Linked DNA regions of Ovis aries: region 1 is linked to region 2. A link is a contact called in public Hi-C data. All regions are on one chromosome and are shown on one strand. The core of a region is the stretch at or near the end of the contact, and the rest is flanking DNA. Distances in the headings are between cores, read along the strand shown.

Region 1 (4,659 bases), core at 267-2,766, 110 kb before region 2:
CACGGCAAGCAGGTGATTCGAGAAACAGAGAGCCTCCTCCTCAAGGACTGGCATTACATACCCTCGAGGCGGAAAAGGAGGGAAACCCCCGATTGACTGTGCCAGACTCTAGGAGTTAAGGAGAGAAACATACTCCCTCGAAGCACTTAAAATCCTTACTGGTGCCCTTGTTACCCAGCTGGCTCTGTTTCTTGGGGTAGTTCCCGGTGGAGAACCATCTCCGGTGGAGGGGCTTAGGCGGGAGTGGGATGGTTGAAGGAGTGGGTGTGTTCTGCGTGGGGTAGGGGCTGTCATTGCTGGCTCAGGAGGGGAGGCTAGGGGGTGAGAATAGGAGAGGGCGGAGTGGGCGGCGCTCCCCACCACGTCTCCTCCTCCTCCTCCCCCCAGGCCAGGATTGAGGGCGGGCTCGGGTGGCAGCAGGGGGCGCCAGAGGACCGTCAATGCCACGGAGTGGACTCGCCGCCCCGCTCGAGACCCGGTCCCACCCGAGCTCCACCTCCCAGACGTGTAGGGCAGGCGACCGGCGAGGGTTGGGGAAGCAGAGGGAACCGGGCGAAGCTCGGGAGCCTGTGGCCGGCCGTTACCTCTGGGCAGGGACCCCAGGGTGTCTGCCTCACACACAGGGTCTCAGATTTAGATGGGGACCTAGGGGCAAATGAGCTGATGCACCATCCCGTGATGGGATCAAGGAAGGCAGGCTTCATGAAGCAGACATGTACACTATCTGACATTTATGTCAACATTTATGTGACATTTATGTCGCATTTTGGCATTTCTTCATATTTTGCCAGCCTCAAGACAGGACATTGGTATCTTACCCTTCAAAGAGGCCTCCTCCAAGGCTTCCTCCATCTTTCCAGGGGGCAGCCTCTGTAGTCCCCAGACTTCTTGCCCATCTCCCTCCTCCCCTGGCTGACCCTCCAGCCCCCACCCACCCCTCAACACACACACCCCTGCACGTTCTTCCCCCATCTTTCAGGCCTCCTCCAAGCCCTATGCTTCTCTGTCCACCCCCATCCCTGCCTAAACTCAGCACCTCCCTTCAGTTCTTAACCATCCGTCTCAGCCCCAGCCCCGCCCCCCCCCCTCTCTCTCTCACACACACACACACACACACACACAGAGGCCCCAGGAGTAAGGCTGCCCTGCATAAAGTCACCTCTAACAAACCCCCACCCTCATCAGCCATGGATGCCTAGCCCTTGCGTCCCGGCCCTGAACACCAGCATCAAATCAGGCCTAACTTCTTCCCAGAGCTCCTGGGGGAGTAAATGCAGGGGCAGAGGGTCAGACCCCAGCAAGTGGGGTCAGTGGGGACAGGGGTCAGAGGGCAAAGCCTCAGTTCTGCCTGCGGTTCACAGAACCCGGAGACCTGTTGCTAGGTAACCAGGTCCCCAGCCCCTTCCCAGCACATCCTGAACTGCACATCGGCAGCCTCCAGCCATCTTCCCTGAGTCTCTCAAACACCCGCCCTCTGTGGGATCCTCAAGAGCAGAAGGAGGGGAGAAGCAAATCCAGTCACCACCCCTGAGCTGCACGACCCCCGTTTCACTGTGAAGACTTGGCCGCTGGGCCACTAGCTCACCACCGCCATGAGTCTGGGCATCATGGAGGAGGAGGACCTGGCCGAGTACTTCCGGCTGCAGTATGGGGAGCGGCTGCTGCAGCTGCTACAGTGAGTGTTGGAGGGCCCTCCTGTCCCCAGCACCCCAAACCACCCAGGCACCGATCACACCCATTCCCTGGCCCCAGCACAGCCCTCTCTCCCTCTCAGTACACCAGCCGTTTCGCTCAGATGAGTGCTTTCCCTCCCCACGAGTGCCTGTCTCCACGGGTTCCTCCCAGTCCCTGCCTGCCCCTGGGGCTCAGCGTCTGCTGTCCTTCTTGCCTGTGTCTTGGGTAGGAAGTTCCCCAGTATTGAGAACCAGTCGGACTCTCCATCCGTCCGGCTACTGGAGAAGAAGAAGGAGGCCAAGATTATGCACCATGCCATGGAGCAGAAGAAGGAGGTGGGCAGCTCAGGGTGAGGGATGGGAAGGGCCCACCCCTTCCCAGGGAGAGCCTGAGGACAGCCCTCCATTTTGTGGGCGGTGGTGGCTAGAGTCAGGCAACCTGGTGATGGTCCAGTGTTTCCTCTGCAGAGCACAGGAGAGATCTGAGACTCAGGGAACCAGAGTCCTGGGATGTTCTGCGCTGAACCAGACATCCCCTGTCCCAGGGGATGCTGGAGACTTCCTCGGTTCCCACTCAGGGGCCCTCCCGCCCTCCCTGCTTCCCCCCACCCCTAGACGTTTCAGCGCAGAATGGAAACCCTGAACCTGCGCTGGGAGGAACTGGGCATCAAGGAGGCCCAGCTGAAAGCCCACATACAGAAGTTTGAGCAGTTCATCCAGGTACCAAGGGGCGTGGCCTGCTGCAGCCTGGGTACCACACTCTGCAGTTGTCCCTCCTCCCCCACCCCCGCACCTCCCACCTTCTCCTGGATTCTGTTGACTCCTCACCCTGGGTGGGAGGTCTCCTGGGTGCTCACCAATGCCTGGAGCTTCCCCCTTTGTGACCCCCTCCTCTTGCCCCGTTTGTCATTTTCTGCCTGTTAGTCTCCACTCCTCTAGGCTGCTCTTCCCCATTTCCTTGCCTGTTGTTGGTATGGACAGTTTATCCAGTGACTGAGCGAATGGGGGATGACGAATGAATGAACGTGTCACGCTCAGGGCCAGACGCCGGGCGTTACAGAGGTGAATCGTGCCCCCAGTTCACCTGACCCCTCCAGGCACTGGAGTCCACTCTGAGACAATCACAGAAATCCCCTCAACCAGCCACATAACCCTGAGACATGCTTCTCCTTACACCTCGCCCCCATTCTGGCAGCCCGGCCACCCCCGTCCATTCTCAGGGGGGACAGAAGCTTCGTGGGGGCCTCACCAGCCTGGGCCCCAGGGAGGGCAGGGCCCGTGCCTGACTGGCATCACCTCCCCGCCCCCAGGAGAACGACCAGAAACGGATCCGGGCCCTAAAGAAGGCCAATAAAGAGCGAGAGCTAAAGAGGCAGCGCATGCGCGAGCTGGCCAAGGCCAAGCAGGAGATGGCCGTCCTGCGACTGGAGCACCAGCGGCTGAGCGCCAAGCTGCAGGAGTACTCCATCTTCAACAAGTACCTGGAGAAGGTGGTGGAGAACTCCGAGGTGTGTGGAGGGCTGGGGGGCGGGCGTCTGCAGCCCTACCGCCTCGTCCCCAGGGGCCTGGGCTGGGGACCCTCTGCTCTGGGGAGAGGTCTCCAGCCGAGGAGGGCAGCTGGCAGAGGGCCCTGGTGAGACTGGACTCATTTCTCAAGGGCGAGGGCCTGGTTGTGCATCTCTGTGTGCGTGACGTCTGTGGGCCTGCCTCCGTGTGGGTCCCAGGTTAGGGGTTTTGCTTAGAAGCACCAGCAACCAGCTCTGCCTGCCTCTGTCTGATGTGGTCCACACTCTCCCTGCTTCCCGTCCTCTCTGGTGTTTTTGGTTCACGTTGAGAGTACATGGGGAGAGGGAGGGAAAGAGACTGGAACACACCAGCCTCGTGCAGAGCTGGGCACTTAGCGTATGCTGGGCCCTGGGCTGCGTGCTGCAAGTGGAAACCTTGCTCAGTCTGCTCGCTAGGCCCCAGAGAAAAGCCATCATCTCACCCTGTTATGAGGAGGAATTGGAGGCTCAGAGAGGTTACGTAACCTGCTCAGGGATGCACAGCTTGTAGGTGGCAGAGCCTTTGTTTCTAACTACCCCTCTGTAGGCCACTGACCACGGCTTTTTTGTCAAGGTGCCTTGTTGCCAGAGCTAAGGGAACTGCCCAGCTCTCTGCCCACCCACGCTTCCTGCAGCATTTGACACTGTTGATGCTCCTTTCTGAAATATTCCTGTGCCCGTTCCTATGGGGCTCCTCCCTCTTCTTCCTACCTTCTGGTCCTTCCTCCTCAGGCTCCTCTTCCTTAAGTTCCTTGGGTCTTTGTCCCAGACCCTCCATTTTTCTCCTGAGCAATTCCCTGGGCCTCTGATATATGTCACCCATGTCAACAGCCATCCACCTGTGTCCCCCACGCCCACGTGTGACAGCAGCAGGGCCCCTCACCAGGATGGAACGAGGTATGAGGTGTGCCTTCTGGGGTGTAAGTCTGAGTCCATGTCCTCTAGGGGGGTTCAGGGATACAAAGCACACACATCTTTTTTAAAAGTCCTGGAAATTTCCATATAGAACCACTTACCTAGTTTATTTATACGTGAGCCCCAACTCTGTGTTATTTCCTGCATTCTCACGTATGAGAAATTGTTCATTTAACAGTTGGTTTTTCTGGGGGTCAGGGGGAGTGAGGCAAGACTACTACATTAAAGCAGTAGATAGATTACAAGACATGACTCAGATTTAGAGCTGGTAAACTGTGTCTTAGGACCAAGGAGATTGGTCGGGATCTTGCTGGCCCATATTGCCCTCCTAAGCTCAGGCCCCTACATCTAATTCAGAGTCCCTAACTGCTTCTTGGCATCCCCAGGCCAGCCTGCTGCTGGTGGGTCCTTTGCTGCTGAATGGCATGACCACCCACCCACAGCCTCACCAGAACCCAGACTTCACCCTTGACTCCTCCTCCCTCAATCCCTGCAGCCCGTCAATCAGCAGATCTGGTCTATTCTCC
Region 2 (4,558 bases), core at 321-2,820:
TGCTCCCTGCGTTGGGAGTGCTGAGTCTTAATCACTGGCCACCAGGGAGGTGCCCCGCTGCTGCATTTTTGTCTTGCTTTTCTCTACTGCAGGCCTGTTACTGTGCCTGGAGACACCTCCACCCTCTGCTTCCCACCTCTTGCCTCTTCAGGCTCTCTTCCATGTGGTGCCAGATTTATACTGTGTGAGGAATGCCTCTTCCCTTCCATCACTCTTCTCCCCTGAGCCCCGGATACCTCATCACCTGGGGAGGACAGAATCTCAGTGCTGCCGTTTGCCTGTCTAGGCTCTTCCCTCTCACCTTCCACAGAGCAGACCATTGTCAGCTGCGCTGCCCTTCACTCTGCCCCGGATGTACCCTCCCAGGCTATACGTTCTTACTGTTTTAATAGGAATTCCTTTATCCTTTGTTTTGACCTGTTTGTCTTTAAAAAGAACATCAGCGACCCTCTGGACCTGGAATTTGCACCTGGTTTTACTGTTTCTGATGAGGTGGCCATCGGCTTGTTGTTTGTTCTGCTCCAGAGTTTTCTCTACTGCAAAGACTTGTGCATCTTTTTCTTTTTGTATCATTCTCTTTTTAATACCTTATGTTGTGTCTTGTTTAATGTATCTTTTTTGTGTTCATCCCTAGTGTGCTTAAAGGTGCTTAACATCTTGCGTGTGTATTCAAACAGTAATGAAGGCTACTTTGAACTTGAGGCCTCCAGAGAGATGATTTTAACATCCCCATCACTCTTCTTCCATGTAACTTGGGGAAGACCAAGTGCAGTGATCAGTTAATGCAGGAGCCCAGCATTTGAGCTAATTTTGGGATAGAAGTTTAGCTCTTTAAGCACCTCAGTTTATTATCTTCACTTAAACCTCTGTCACTGCTCCTTTTTGGCAAGCATAGAATACTGATGATTATTCCATCTTGTTTTTTGATGACTTCATCATATTTGTGAGACTTACTCATCTGTAATCCTAGTTCTCAGAAAAGCCTCTACCACATGGTAACACACAGGCTGGCATGATTTCTGATTACAGATGTCATTGTTAGGATCTGTTAGCATTACTGTACATGCTATGGGGTGTTAAACTGAATTTGCACATTTTAAATTCCTTTGAGTTCTTGTTGTTCTCATTTTGGGCTAGTATGCAATTATTTGCCTCTTACAAATGAAAGTACAGTGTAACTTCATGATAGAGATATCTCATTTTTTAATAAAAAAGTAGATGCTTATATATTACAGTTCATTGAGATGTAGTTCTGATTTGTCAAATTTACTGTGTGTAAATGAAACGCAATAAAAAAATTTTAATGTTAAGATTGCCTCTTAGTTTTCTCGCCCTTAATAAAATCTGTTTTTAATCATCTCTTGTTTCCTTTTTGTCCTGTGGGTGGCAGAGAGAGGCTGGGCTAGTCAGACTAGAGACCCGTTGTTGGTAGAAGGTCGGTGGAGGGTGTCAGGGTACTGGGTGCAAGGCCGAGAGCCAGCCCCACATCTCAGAGTGTGATGCTGGACGTGAGAAAGCCAGCGGCTGCAGACCCAGCGGTCAGCTAGGGAGGGGCAGGTAATTACTGTGGCCTCGGGCAAACAGGGAGGGTGTCCATCTGGTCAGTTTAGAAGTCAGGCCAAATCGGTGAGCTCAGGCAGGGCCCTTGCTTGCCTTTGTTTTAGTCCCAAGCACTAATCTAGGTAGGAAGTGCATTCCATCTTCTGTTGGGAGGGAAGCAAAGATAAAGAACAGCTAGAGAGGTGGTTCTGATCACTTCAACTTTTTTTTTTTTTTCCAGCAGCCTTTCCTTTGAGCACCATTAACTGCTGCGTTCAGAGCAGCATGGTCTGGACAGTGCCCCCTGGTGGCCACTGTCAAGGGTTTCAGCCTTTCTAAACAGCCGATGCTTAAAAGCCCCTCCGTGCTTCATGAGGGGACGAGCATCATCGGTCTTCAGCCTTTTCTAGGGTCCTCTCACCTTTAGACTTAGAATCACCCAAAATAAAGGGTCTGGTTTCCAGTGCAGCTGAGGTGCGTTCAGCCCCGCCAGGACCAGAGAGTCTGGCAGCAGTCCTAACCACTCTTATTTTTCCATTATTCCCAGAGTCAGTTCTCAGAAATCACTCTGTGTGAATTTTAAAAAAATTAAAGGCAAAAATGCTCCTACTGTTAATTCTGAGTAATGATTACCCTACTGATAGGAGGGTTTTTATCTTCCTAAGACTTGTGACTCTTAAAAATTATTGAGGACCTCCAAAGAGCTGTTTATGTGGATTATTTTTAATGATATTTACTGTGTTTAGAAATTAAATATTTTAAATGTTTATTACCTCATTTAAAATTAAACCTGTAACAAGTTGACATAAATTATTTTTATGAAAAAAATCTATATTTTCCAAAAAATATCATTGATATTATACCCAAATTTGACCATGAGTATTTCCTTAAAGATGAATTGCAGTGTGGAACCTGAAACCACCGTGATGGACTTTTCATACCTTGTACACTTTCGAGAGAATGAATTTGAAAAAGCAAATGACATGCAGTTTGAATAATGACCCTGTAAAGTGATGAAGCATTTATTATTATTTCCATTTGACAGATGAGGGAATTGAATCGAAGGAAGTACCGTTTAGCAATCGCATCTGTGGGAGAACCGCTTGTGGTTTGGAATTGCCTGTTACGGGCTAGATTTAATTTCAGGGATAGATTAATTATGCAAATGATAAAGATCCCCTGTTCACATTACTGTGTGGTTTGTCTCCTGATTGGACCCCACCTGATACATGGGGTTACAGTCTTTAACACTGTATCTTATTTTTATCTGTTCTAGACCTATTCTGGACTCTTCTGTGTAGTCATAAATCCTTACAAGAACCTTCCAATTTACTCTGAGAATATTATTGAAATGTACAGAGGGAAGAAGCGTCATGAGATGCCTCCACACATCTACGCTATATCAGAATCTGCTTACAGATGCATGCTTCAAGGTAACTGGAAATGATGTTTACAATGCTGAATACTCAGAATTTCTTAAATGTGACCTGGGTTTTTGTTTTTGTTTTTTTAATGTCTCAGCCTTGTCTTTTTTTTTTTTTTTTTAATTATTTTTTGTCTGTGCTGGGTCTTCACGGCTGCACAGGCTTCTCTCTAGTTGTGGCGGGTGGGGGCTACTCTGCGTTGCAGTGCGTGGGCTGCTTTTTGCAGTGGCTCCTCCTGTTGCAGAGCATAGGCTCCAGGTTTGCGGGCTTCAGGAGCACTCAGGCTCAGTAGTTGCAGTTCCCGAGCTCTAGAGTACAGGCTTAGTAGTTGTGGTACGCAGGCTTAGTTGCTCAGCACGTGGGATCTTCCCAGACCAGGGATCGAGCCCAGATCTCCTGCATTGGTAGATGGAAGCCCTGTCTCCATCTTCTCTACAGAGGGCTTTAAGTGTTTTGTTTTGTTTTTTTTTCTTTTAAAGATTAAAAGAAAAGTAATAGATGTTTATTGTAGAAAACTTGTGAATTCTTAAGGTTAGACTGGGTAATACGGCTGTTTTCTATAAGCAGCCGGTAAGTATGCTTGTTGCTTCATAAATACATCATGTTAGTTTTTATGTTTAAAAGCATCTAGTTTTCATATATTTTTGAACTTGACCATAAGCCAATATAATCAAAACTCTACGGCTCTCAAGAGCCAAGAAAGAAGTGATAGTTTTGAAAAAGTTGACCAGAGCTGAAGAAAGACTTGAGTCTTGAGACTGAGAGGGTTCACCAAGTCCCAGGCAGGGATCCTGAAAGGAGACCCGTGCTGGGTCTCACGTAGCATGGTGTGGACAGGGCACAGTCACGTGATCCCTATGGAGTCAATGGGCTCAGACTTCTCACTTGCAGTCCTGTGTGTTAGAAGCTGAACCCAGCAATTCTGAGGCCTGTGCCTGGTACATAACCATGCGAGGGGCCCAAAGACTACTGATACCCCGGGCTTCCTGGGGTGTCACCCCTCCTCCTTGGACCCTGACGCCCCTCATGGCCATCCACCCCAGCAAGCTTCCGTTCAGTAGCAGCCCTCACGGCCACCGACCTGTTGACCTAGACACACCTAAAGGCAAGCTCTGCTGTAACAGTAGTTGCAGGAGCCACCGTGAATATCCAAGATCTGAGAGTCTGCTGTCTCCCTGGAGTCTTAGAATGAAGCCCACATCTCCTTGGTCCTCAGTTTCCCAGCCGCAACGTTGTTTCCGTACAGCTCTCTCTTCATTTTGCCTTACTCCCACTCTGTGATGGGCACACCTCCCTACCTACTCAGTGTCTGCCTTGAATGCTTTCTTTCCCTCCGGGCTTTAACTGAAACCTGGCTTTACCCTGCAGTGGCTGCTGCTCTCAGACCCTGTGCACTGGGAGGCAAGGGCACTGTCTTTACTCCCAGGGCGTCTGCTGGGCCGTTCGTTAACTGCTCTTCACCCCTTGAAAATGCTGCCCCTCCTCTGCCTGCCCTCATCGCTGTAGCATCTTTCTTCTGGGGCCCCCTCCTCCCTCCTCCTTGCCTCATTATTTGGTTGGTCTGACCCCCGACATGTCATTTCTTCTCTGCCTCA

Evidence for each region. Hi-C and Micro-C count contacts between places; a contact is called where the count stands out from the background.
Region 1: a contact with region 2 is called in a Hi-C map of liver, with 6 times the contacts expected there. The contact joins the promoter of CCDC42 here to the enhancer-like site in region 2. A contact is called at or near these places in 12 of 16 Hi-C or Micro-C datasets (blood, hypothalamus, liver and 6 more).

The regions. Positions count from the first base shown.
Region 1 is chr11:28,086,434-28,091,092 of ARS-UI_Ramb_v3.0, reverse strand. CCDC42 (coiled-coil domain containing 42) reads left to right here and starts at 1,516. Exons shown (of 7, transcript XM_015098642.4): 1 at 1,516-1,675; 2 at 1,904-2,009; 3 at 2,289-2,393; 4 at 2,984-3,181. The coding sequence starts at 1,593.
Region 2 is chr11:27,979,868-27,984,425 of ARS-UI_Ramb_v3.0, reverse strand. MYH10 (myosin heavy chain 10) reads left to right here. Exons shown (of 44, transcript XM_060394825.1): 4 at 2,816-2,972. Among named protein-coding and RNA genes, the nearest start is that of MYH10, 54 kb to the left of the region's middle. Within about 2 kb of position 1,570, at least 15 of the 54 cell types and tissues checked have an H3K27ac peak or open chromatin away from gene starts, as enhancers often do. A contact at or near this core is called in liver, where this site is marked.